Regions from separate parts of the Sus scrofa genome. Here region 2 is linked to region 1. Evidence: chromatin contacts called from public Hi-C data. All regions are on one chromosome and are shown on one strand. The core of a region is the stretch at or near the end of the contact, and the rest is flanking DNA. Distances in the headings are between cores, read along the strand shown. Region 1 holds the start of GHDC (GH3 domain containing). Region 2 holds the start of HSPB9 (heat shock protein beta-9).

What was found. A called contact is a pair of places that touch in the nucleus more often than the background predicts.
Region 2: a Hi-C map of liver shows a contact between it and region 1, with 1.8 times the contacts expected there. The contact joins the promoter of HSPB9 here to the promoter of GHDC in region 1. A contact is called at or near these places in 5 of 5 promoter capture datasets (fetal liver, fetal skeletal muscle, liver and 1 more), 31 of 47 Hi-C or Micro-C datasets (adipose tissue, alveolar macrophages, blood and 16 more) and 2 of 2 datasets of contacts at active chromatin or transcription factors (alveolar macrophages and skeletal muscle).

The regions. Positions count from the first base shown.
Region 1 is chr12:20,579,115-20,584,055 of Sscrofa11.1, reverse strand. GHDC (GH3 domain containing) reads right to left here and starts at 3,028. Exons shown (of 10, transcript NM_001246239.1): 1 at 2,901-3,028; 2 at 2,679-2,767; 3 at 2,220-2,498; 4 at 1,799-1,920; 5 at 897-1,398; 6 at 312-504; 7 at 127-198; 8 at 1-50. The coding sequence starts at 2,484.
Region 2 is chr12:20,635,743-20,640,250 of Sscrofa11.1, reverse strand. HSPB9 (heat shock protein beta-9) reads left to right here and starts at 1,856. Exons shown (of 1, transcript XM_003131404.4): 1 at 1,856-3,512. The coding sequence starts at 2,807. The coding sequence ends at 3,484. It overlaps KAT2A (histone acetyltransferase KAT2A), which reads right to left and starts at 1,758. Exons shown (of 18, transcript XM_013980960.2): 1 at 1,345-1,758; 2 at 1,082-1,205; 3 at 621-766; 4 at 422-511; 5 at 1-131. The coding sequence starts at 1,683. It overlaps RAB5C (RAB5C, member RAS oncogene family), which reads right to left. Exons shown (of 6, transcript NM_001244254.1): 6 at 4,299-4,508.

The DNA of each region.
Region 1 (4,941 bases), core at 1,779-4,278:
ACACGTCCTCGCCAGTGTCTTCTCCTCGGACACTCAGGGTCTGGCCCAGCCTGTGGAGGAGGCAGCTGGAGGCTGAGAAACCCAGGGCACAAGGAGGGCCCCTCAGTGACCCAGGGGGCCACCTACCTGCGGATGAACCTGACGACTGGACACTGATTGTAGGCACCAACCACCTGGACCACGTCACCCAGGCGGCACCTGGTGGAGGGGAAGTGGGGCGAGGTCAGGCCCAAGGGCGCATTAGCTCATGCCCTGGCCCGCGGCAGGGTTCCAGCGGGCCAGGGGGAGGGGGTGGCTGGGCAGGTGATGACCTGGTGAGGCTGGCGTGGTCAGTCAGCACCAACTCGTACTCCTTGCCCTGCTGGGCCTCGGGCAGCAGGACGGTGGGGGCAGCATCTTCTTGGGCTCCTTCCTTCAGTGGGAGCAGCTCAATAAAGGGGGCTCCAGGGGGCAGAAGGTAGAGGCCACGGGGCTGCTTTGGCCACAGACTCAGGCCCACCACCCCTGTGGGGAGCAAGCGGCCTCTGCATCTGATGGTGCCATTGCTTTCTGCTAGGCGACAGCCCCTCACCCTGGACCCCAGGCCCCAATCCTCTGAGCATCATATCCTACTGCCGCCCTTCCACCTCATCCTTTCTGGCTCCCCCAGGCTCGGCCCACTGCCCCCAAGGCCCTAGCTGGGAAGGGACAGTGGTTCTGGAGATGGCGGATCTGGGGGTAAATCCTGGTGTGACGTAAATTTGCATACGTCTCTTAACCTTTATGAGCCTGAGTTTTTTCCCCTGTAACGTGGAGCTCACATTAAAGGAGATGATTCTACAGGGCTCGCTGCGTGGCCGCTAGCTGTGTGGCCTCTGCCCCCTGCCCTCACCTCACTACCCTTGAGTCTTGCTGACCTCCGGAGGCAGCGTAAGCAGGTGAGAAGAAGGCCAACCCTTGGCACCACAAGGCCCCCAGGGCAGTGACGGCCTCGGCCTGGCCTCCTGCATCCAGAGTCACCACCACCTGCAGTTTGGGCCAGAGCCGAAGGGCCAGCCCTCGGGGTCCCTGCTCCAGGGCCTCCCGCAGCTCAGCTGCCCGTCCAGGGAGAGGCGCTCCTGGGTTCCCAGCAGCTATCGCCTCAGCCAGCTCTTCGCCATTGGCCTCCAGGCCCACGAAGACGTCTAGTAGCTCGACCGCTGTCCCGGCTTCCAGGGCCCGCAGCCCTGGGGACCTCAGTGCCTCCAGCAGCAAAGCCCCAGGGTCCTTGGCTCTGGTAGGGCCCACCTGGCCCAGGGCATGCCAAGGCCAGGGGAGGGGGTAGGGCCAAGGGGAGGAAGGGGTCACACGGGCTGTGCCTCCCGGAGCCAGCACTTCTGGATAGGCCTTGTTTAGCGCTACCAGACCCAGCAAGGTGGCCTGGAGAGAGACAAGAGACAGCATTGGCCTTGGACCTGAACCAGACCCTGAGCCCCCACTTCGGTGGATTTTTTTTTTTTCCCTTTTCTTTTTAGGGCCACACCCACGGCATATGGAGATTCTCAGGCTAGGGGTCAAATGGAAGCTAGAGCCCTGGCCTATTCCACAGCCACAGCAATGCCCGATCCAAACTGCATCTGTTCATGGCAACGCTGGATCCTTAACCCACTGAGCTAGGCCAGGGATTGAACCTGAATCCTCATGGATACTGGTCAGGTTCTTAACGCGCTGAGTTAAGTGGGAATTCTGGGTTTGGGTCCCCCCCCCCATCCTGATGGGAGGGTTTGGCTGCAATTAGGGGGGTCTCTGGTGGGGTCGGGCTCCAGCCTTCCCAGTTTACCTGCAGAGAGGCCTCCCCACAGTACTGGTTTGAGGTAGGGGGCAAGACCTGCCCCCTACCCTCTTCCTCCTGGACCTGGCTGGCCTTGGTCAGTGGAAGATGATTCCGGAAGGTGCTTATATCTGTAGCCCCAAAGACATCACAAAATCTTTATGAAGCCACAGAGTTCCCAAGAGTTTCAGGCCAAGACGGGTGACATCCTTGAGGAAGGAACCCGGAATAGGCCTGGGGGATGAGGGGCTACCAGGACCCAGGATGGGAAAATTCTCTTGACCATTCCTTAGCCTGGGTCAGATCTCTGGGTCAGGCCCCTCTGTGTTGGCAGAAGAAGCGGGGAGGGAGGTTTTCAGGTTTTGGAATCTGACTGTCCTATGGGGTTTCTTTCTCTTTGGGCCACCTCCCCACGCCTTGGGAAACACACCTGTGCTCCCCCTGAGGGGACAGCAGGGACCCTGGGCCCGCTGCAGACACCATCTCAGGGCCTGCTGCTGACTCTGGCCTGCGTGCAGCGTGCTCTGCTCCAGCCTCTTCTGCTGCCAGGCAGCTGCCCAGCACAGGACCCTCCATGCTACACGGTGCTGGAGGCAGACAAGCCAGGACAGCCTGGCATCCTGGGAGTGCCACCACCAGAGCATCACCAGTGGAGGCAGTAGCAGCAACAGCAGGAACAGCAGCAGCAGCAGCATCTCTAAGCCGCTCCCTAGGAGGAGGAAGGCCTCCGCATCGAGGGATTGTGAGGAGGAGGCGGGGACCATCCGTTTCCTCCCCCGCCCCTCCCCCTGGGGGGAATCAGTTAAAATGGAGGTTCGAGAAGCCAGGACCCCTGTCAGGCAGGTGAGACGCAGAGGAGAGAACATCAGGGCTCTGGGGCCACACTGACCTGAATCGGGATCCTGGCTCTGCCCCTGGTTAGCTGGCTGGCCCTGGGGATCTCAGCTCGCCGCTCTGAGCTCCGTCCCCTTCCCCTGTCTGTAAGATGGGAGTAATAACACCCTTCAGAAGGTGCAGGGAAGGCATGGCACGGTGCCTGGCACACAGCGGTTGCCTAACCGATGACACGCCTGGTCCATTCCCGAGTGGCTCTGCTTTGTCCAGGACCTACCCTCTCCCAGCATCGTGTCTCCCCCTGAGCCCCGAGCAGTGATTCCATGTCCCACATGCACCTGTCACAGCCCAAATGTGCCTCCGCCAGGCACCCAGGGTCCCCGCAGTGCTCCGTACAGCCTCAGTGCACAGCGGGCCAGAAAGCTGGGGCCACGACTTTAAAGGGCTGGGCCTGGACCGGGAAATCCGGCTGCTGGGCCTGAGGGAGGTGCTGGGAAGGGGGGGAGCTCTTAAAGGGGCAGGTCACCTAAGGACTGCCGGGCTGGGAGCTGGCCCAAGCTGGCAGGTGGAGGGAGGTTAGGGCCAGAGTAGCATGTGAAGGAAGAGGAAGCTGAGTGTGAAAAGACTGCCTCCAATCAGCTTGAGTGGGGAGTGGGGTGCACCCTATCCTGAAGTAGGTTCAAATTTGCTTCATTTTTTTTTTTTTTTTTTTTTGGTCTTTTTAGGGCCGCACTCGTGGCACATGGAGGTTCCCAGGCTAGGGGTCGAATTGGAGCTACAGCTGCTGGCCACAGCCATAGCCACAGCAATGCCAGATCCAAGCCGCATCTGCAACCTACACCACAGCTCACAGCAACACCGGATCCTTAACCCACTGAGCGAGGGCAGGGCTTGAATCTGTGTCCTCATGGATGCTAGTCAGATTCACTTCTGCTGAACCATGACGGGAACTTTCCAAATTTTTTTTTTAATAAACAGACTTTTATTGAGGTATCTCAGCTCCTTTTTTTTTTTTTTTTAAATCAGATTAGTCAGTTTGTAAAGAGGTTAACAATTCCTGTTCATCATAAGCTTCATTGACAAAAGTCTCACTATTCATTAGATTTGAGAACTGTTAAGAAACAGAATTTTTGGAATTCCTACTGTAGCACAATGGGACACAAGTTTGATCGCTGGCCCAACACAGTGGGTTAAAGATTGGGTGTATGCGACAACTGTGGCTTGGATCTGATCCCTGGGCCAGGAATTCCACATGCTGTGGGGCAGCCAAAACAAATGAACAAACTAACAAACAAACAAAACCCAGAATTTTCTCCAATCCAGAATTGCTCTCCAAAAAGGTGGTAGAGAAAGAAAATGCTTTCGTTATTGAATAAGCATTAAATTGGAGTGAGATGCGTCGCAGGCAATCAGCTGAAACTGCAAAGACCAAAAAAACCTCGCTCCCCTTTAAAGCCAGAGCCGGGCAGACGCCACCTGCTAACAGGTGTTCTCAAAATAACTAACTTTACCTGGTAATTGGGGCCACCACCTGGGTTAGCTTATTGGTTTTATCACAATAAACACAAACTTCTCCTATCGTTATGGCAGGAGGCAGTCCCACGGTTAAGTCCTCTCTCCTCCTGTGCCCTTGACCCAGGCTCTCAGACGCTAAAAGCCCTCTGTCTTGCAAACTCTCTTATTTTCACAGCTGAGCTCCTTTGCACAGGTCTGCTCTATCTGGCTACCCCACCTTGCTTTCACTCCTTTTTAGTTCTTATTTAGGCCTTGCACTTGATTTTAAAAAAAATAACAGCCTTATTAGATATAATTTACACATTTACATATACGAATCACCCATTTAAAGGGTCTAGTTCAGGAGTTCCCGCTGTGGTGCAACAGGATTGGCGGCATCTCTGCAGCGCTGGGATGCAGGTTTGAAGCCCGACCTGGCACATCAGGTTAAGAATTTGTCTTTGCCGCAGCTGCACAACCGTGGTTGGGATCTGATCCCTGGCCCGGGAATACCATATGCCGCAGGGCAGCAAAAAAAAAAAAAAAAAAAAAAAAAAAAAAAAAAAAGTGTACAATTCAATGGTTTCTAGCGTATTCATAGGTATGTTCAATACCATCAATTTTGTAACATTTTCATCACCCCCAAAATGACCCCAGGCCTTTGAGCTAACAAACCCAATCCCTCTCCACCCCTGGTGCTAAGCAGCCTCAAATCTATAGTCTCTTTTTATAGATTTGCCTATTCTGGACATTTCATGTAAATGGAATCAGAGAACACAGAGGTTTTTTTTTTTTTTTTTTTTTTTGCCTTTTTAGGGCCACAT
Region 2 (4,508 bases), core at 607-3,106, 57 kb before region 1:
CGGAATTGGGCGGGCGTCTCAAGCTTCCAGTAGTTAAGGCAGAGCAGGAACATCTTCGAGAGCTCAAACATCGTCTGCCGCTCCCGGGGAGCCAGGTGACTAAACTTGTACTGCACAAAGTTCAGCACACCCTGAGGAGGTGGGGGCGAGCGGGGGACAAAACAGGGGAGGAGGCGTGAGCCACTGGCAGGGACTTCTGATCCAGAAGTAGGGGGGTGCTTCCTGAGGGCAGAGCGCAAGGCTCTCTGGGGCTCCGGCTCTGGAGGGCCTTCTCTGAGAAATCACACCTCCTCCCACCTTCACACCCACCCTGAAGTTAGCGCAAGGCCTCTTCCTTTCTCTGAACCTGTCCCCTGTCCCCAGCTTGGCTCCCCACTCCTCCATTATACCTCCAACCATCTTACCACCTTCCTTGTCCCACCTGCTCGATATTAGGCTTCTCAAAAGGGGGGCTGCCCAGGGATCCCTCCACCACGGGCCGGGTCATCTGCAGGATGCACTTCCGCAGGAGCTGGAGGAAGAGGAAGAGGGAGGAGTAGAAGTCAGCGGAGCACAGAAAGGCAGACCCCCCCCACCCTCCCTCCTCTGCCCACTCACACTCTTCCTTCAAGGAAGCTCACCTTGAAGAGGTAGAAATAGACCTGCTTGGTGTCCGTGTCCTCCTCCTTATGAACAGACATGAACAGATTCTCCACATCTACCACCATCCCCAGCAGCCGGTTAATCTCATCCTCTGACACATTCTCCAGGTGGGACACGTGGTCAGCTGTAAGGACAAGTGGTGGTTGTGGAAAACTGATAGAAGGGATCGACAGGGCTTCCTGCTCCTCTTCACCACCAGCCAAGACGCATCCTCAGTCCCTCCGACCAGGGTGACCGGCAATGAGACTGCGGGCTCCTGTGTCAGCCCTGGGTGGTCTCTCTTCTGGACTGAGAGATCTCCTTTCTCCTCCCAACCCAATGCCTCCTCAGGAAGCATCTCGGATCTCTCAAAGATGAAGTTGTGTGGCACTTAAGTCATCCTGTCCAAGCAGGACCCAAGACCTCCACCCCCACCCCAGTTCCAAGGGTACTGCCTTACCCAAGGGGTGCTCACAGCTACGGCACAGCTCGCTCAGGTTGGCAGCTGGCTGCTGCAGGTCCATGCGGGGTGCAGTGGGGGGCTTGGGGTTTTTCCAGCCATTGCACTTGCAGGTTTCATTGGCCTGGAGACAGAAGGATCCGTCAATAACCCTGTAACCCCGGGACGAGAAGCGCTCCCCAATCAGAGCTTTGCCCCCTTGCCCACCCGAGCCCTGGGATGCCCCAAGCCCCGCCCCCTCTCGCCCCAGGCCCCGCCCCCACCTTGCAAGCCGAGAAGACCCCTAGCTTCTCAAGCTTCTTGGCGCGCGGCAGCCCCCGGACTTGCGCTTTCCTCTGGCTGGCGCGCTGCTGCTGGCTCAGGCCAGGGCGAGCCGGATCACCCCCGCTCCCGGTACCCCCACTTCCTACCCCGGGCCCCCCAGTCCCTGTGCTCCCGGCTGGGGCTGCAGCTGGGGCGGGGGCTGGTGCCGGAGTGGGAGCCGGAGTCGGGGCCGAAGCAGGGCTGAGAGCAGGAGTCGGAGTTGGGGCGGGGGCTGGGGACTGAAGGGGACGCGGCTGAGCGGCTGGGGCCGGGGTCGAGGCCTGGGAAGGTTCCGCCATGGCCTCCCCCGCTGCGGAGCGCGGCGCGGCGCGGCGCTCCCAGCCCTAGGGCCGCATGGGCAACCGGCGTTCGGTGCGCAGGCGTCGCTACCTTGGAGCATGATGGGAGTTGTAGTCTTTTCACAGCCGCTCTTCGCCTCCAGCTTCCAGACTTTTCTGTCCTCTTTCTTAAATCCGGGACAGCCAAGTGAGGCCCTACCTAGCACCCCAGATGGACTCCTCTAAACTTGTAATCTCTACGGAAGGCTTCCAAGATAGTCTAGATTGCTGTCCTGGTGGGAACAGGGAGAAGCATCCCACAAAGCAGGCTTCTCCGGGGTCTCGCCTCCCAAGCCCGGGAGAGAAGGTGTAGACCTGGAGGGCCTAGAGTCGCTTCGGCTTCTTGCCTCGCTCCCTCCCGTCCCCACACTGACCCTGTCCCGCGTACCTCCGGACGCGGACCTGCAGCTGGGGTGGCGATTAAATAGCAACAATACTATTTCTTGACCTGTGGAGGGGTTACACGAGTGTGTGTTCTCTTTGTGCATTTTTCTGTTTTACTTCAACAAAAAAAGGCTTATCATAAAAGCACTGAGGGCCAGAATAATGGCTGTGGCCCCTCAAAAAACTGCAGAGGTGGGGATGAGGTAGAGGCAGAGGAGGGCCTATGGGTGTGGCTCTCCTCTCACACCGTGGGCACTGGTGCCAGAGCCCAGCTCTGCGCCTGCCACCAGTAGGCCCAGGGTCAGATGAATGAAGGAAACCAGGAAGGTGCGTCCACCTTCCAAACCCTATGTGTCGCAGGATTGTGCATGGTCAGAGATCGGAAGGACATTCCTAGAATGGATGACCCTGTAGTCACACTCTGATGCTCTGTTCAGAGGGCAGGCCCCGCTTGCCCCCAGGCCGGATTCTCGCAAGGGCATGAGCCGGGCGGCTCAATCTCATCTCTGCTCGTGCTGCTGACGGCTCCAGGGTGGGGCTCACAGGCCGCCGGCCTCTTTTGGCCTATCCGTTTGGGTCACAGCCCCGGCAGGCCAGGGCCCTCTGACGGAGTTGGGGAAGGGCCCGAGCAAGGGGCAGGATCCGGGATAAAAGCAGCCGCGGAGGCGTCAGAGCGGTTGCCAACCTGACTCGTGGAGCTATGTGCATAGCTGATCCCAAATTCCGCGGAAGCGAAACTTGCCGGAAGCCAGGGGAGCCCCCTCAACAGAGCAGGCGCCGCGGGAGCGGGAGTGCAGCCGTTCCGGCCCGAGGCCCCCGCTCCCGGGGGCCCCCACGCCCTAGCCGAGCGCTACATTCGGAGCCTCGCGCTCTTCACCAGCAGTTGCTCTCTCGGATGCAGCGGGTCAGTAGCGGTCTCCCCAACGGGAGCCAGTCAGCTTCCCGATGTGCCAGCGTTGCCTTCACTGAACAGAACCAGGTGGCCACCCTGCCAGTGCAGCAGCTCACGGACGATGTGGCAGCTATGCGGGACAACGTCCATGCGGAGGATGGCTTCCAGATGAAGATGTATGCCCATGGCTTCACCCCCGAGGAGCTGGTGGTTCAGGTGGACGGTGGATGCCTGATGGTGACCGGCCAACGGCAACTGGAGGGCTGCAGCCCAGATGGGAGCGGCTTCCGCATGGCACAGAAGGTGCACCAGCAAATGCCACTACCACCAGGCCTGGATCCCGCCGCCATGACCTGCTGCCTGACACCCTCTGGCCAGCTGTGTGTTCGAGGCCAGTGCCGGGCGCTGCCTTGCCCTGAAGCCCAAACAGGACCGGCCCCAAGACTCAGGAGCCGCGGCTCTAAGAAGGGTTCCAAACTAGCCTGACCCAGTAAACAACCGTAGTGAGCAACAGCCTCGGTGTCCACGGTCTTTTCTTGGGATCGGGGTCAGAGGTGGAGCTACAAAGGGAGAGGGAGGCCGAGTGGCGGGCTCCGAGGGTGGCAGGAAAGGCGCCTTAAGATCGTGACCCACCATGCATCAGGCCTCTTGGGGCCTCCGGGGGAGGCGGGCGGGGGAGCGGGCAGTGTTTCACTCGGCTTGGCGCACTGCCTGAACCAGCAGCTCCAGCAGGGGGCAGCAGAGGGCCAGAAGGGTCCAAGCATTACTGATTCCAGAACCAGCAGAGGGCCCCTGAGAGACCAGGGATCAGACGGCGTGGACCTGGTGTGGGGCTGCCGTCTGGGCCATATGACCAGTCCAAGGTTCCAGAGGTCATTGGTGTTCCTTCTTCTTCAGGGGAGAAGATGAGAGGACCCATTCCCTCACCAGCCTAGCAGAGACGAATCAAAGAACCCCAGAGAGGGTGTTTCTGGTGTTCAGAGACCGTTTCCAAATACAGACTGCTCATCGGCCCAATATAATCTGGAGGGGATGGGGAAGAGGGAGATGCGGACCCTCAGCTTCAAACTAGGTGCGACTCAGGCCCAGCTCACTCTTACCCCCTCCACCCCACCAGAGCTGGTTAACAGCTGGCCTCTTTCTCTTGGTTGCCATGACCACCACCATCCCCTCACTTGAGAAGAAGAAAGCTTTTGTTTAATAAGATTTAGAGGTTCATTTTAAATTAACTTCAAGTAAGACAGAAAGGATATGGCCTCATAAAACTCTGCCAGAGAAAGACAAGAAAGACAAGCGGGAGGTCGATCGATCGGCTGACTATATTGACAAGATACTGATTGGTTACATGTTGAAGAAAACATACAATACAAAATACAGAAAAAGTTGGTTCCATCCCCTCCCACTCCCCCCCTTACCCGCCCCCCCCCAATACTCATCATCGTGATTTGGTCAGAACAGGGCTCAGAGCCAGAGGTCAGGGTGACCAAGGACGAGGGGGAAGGGGGCTGTG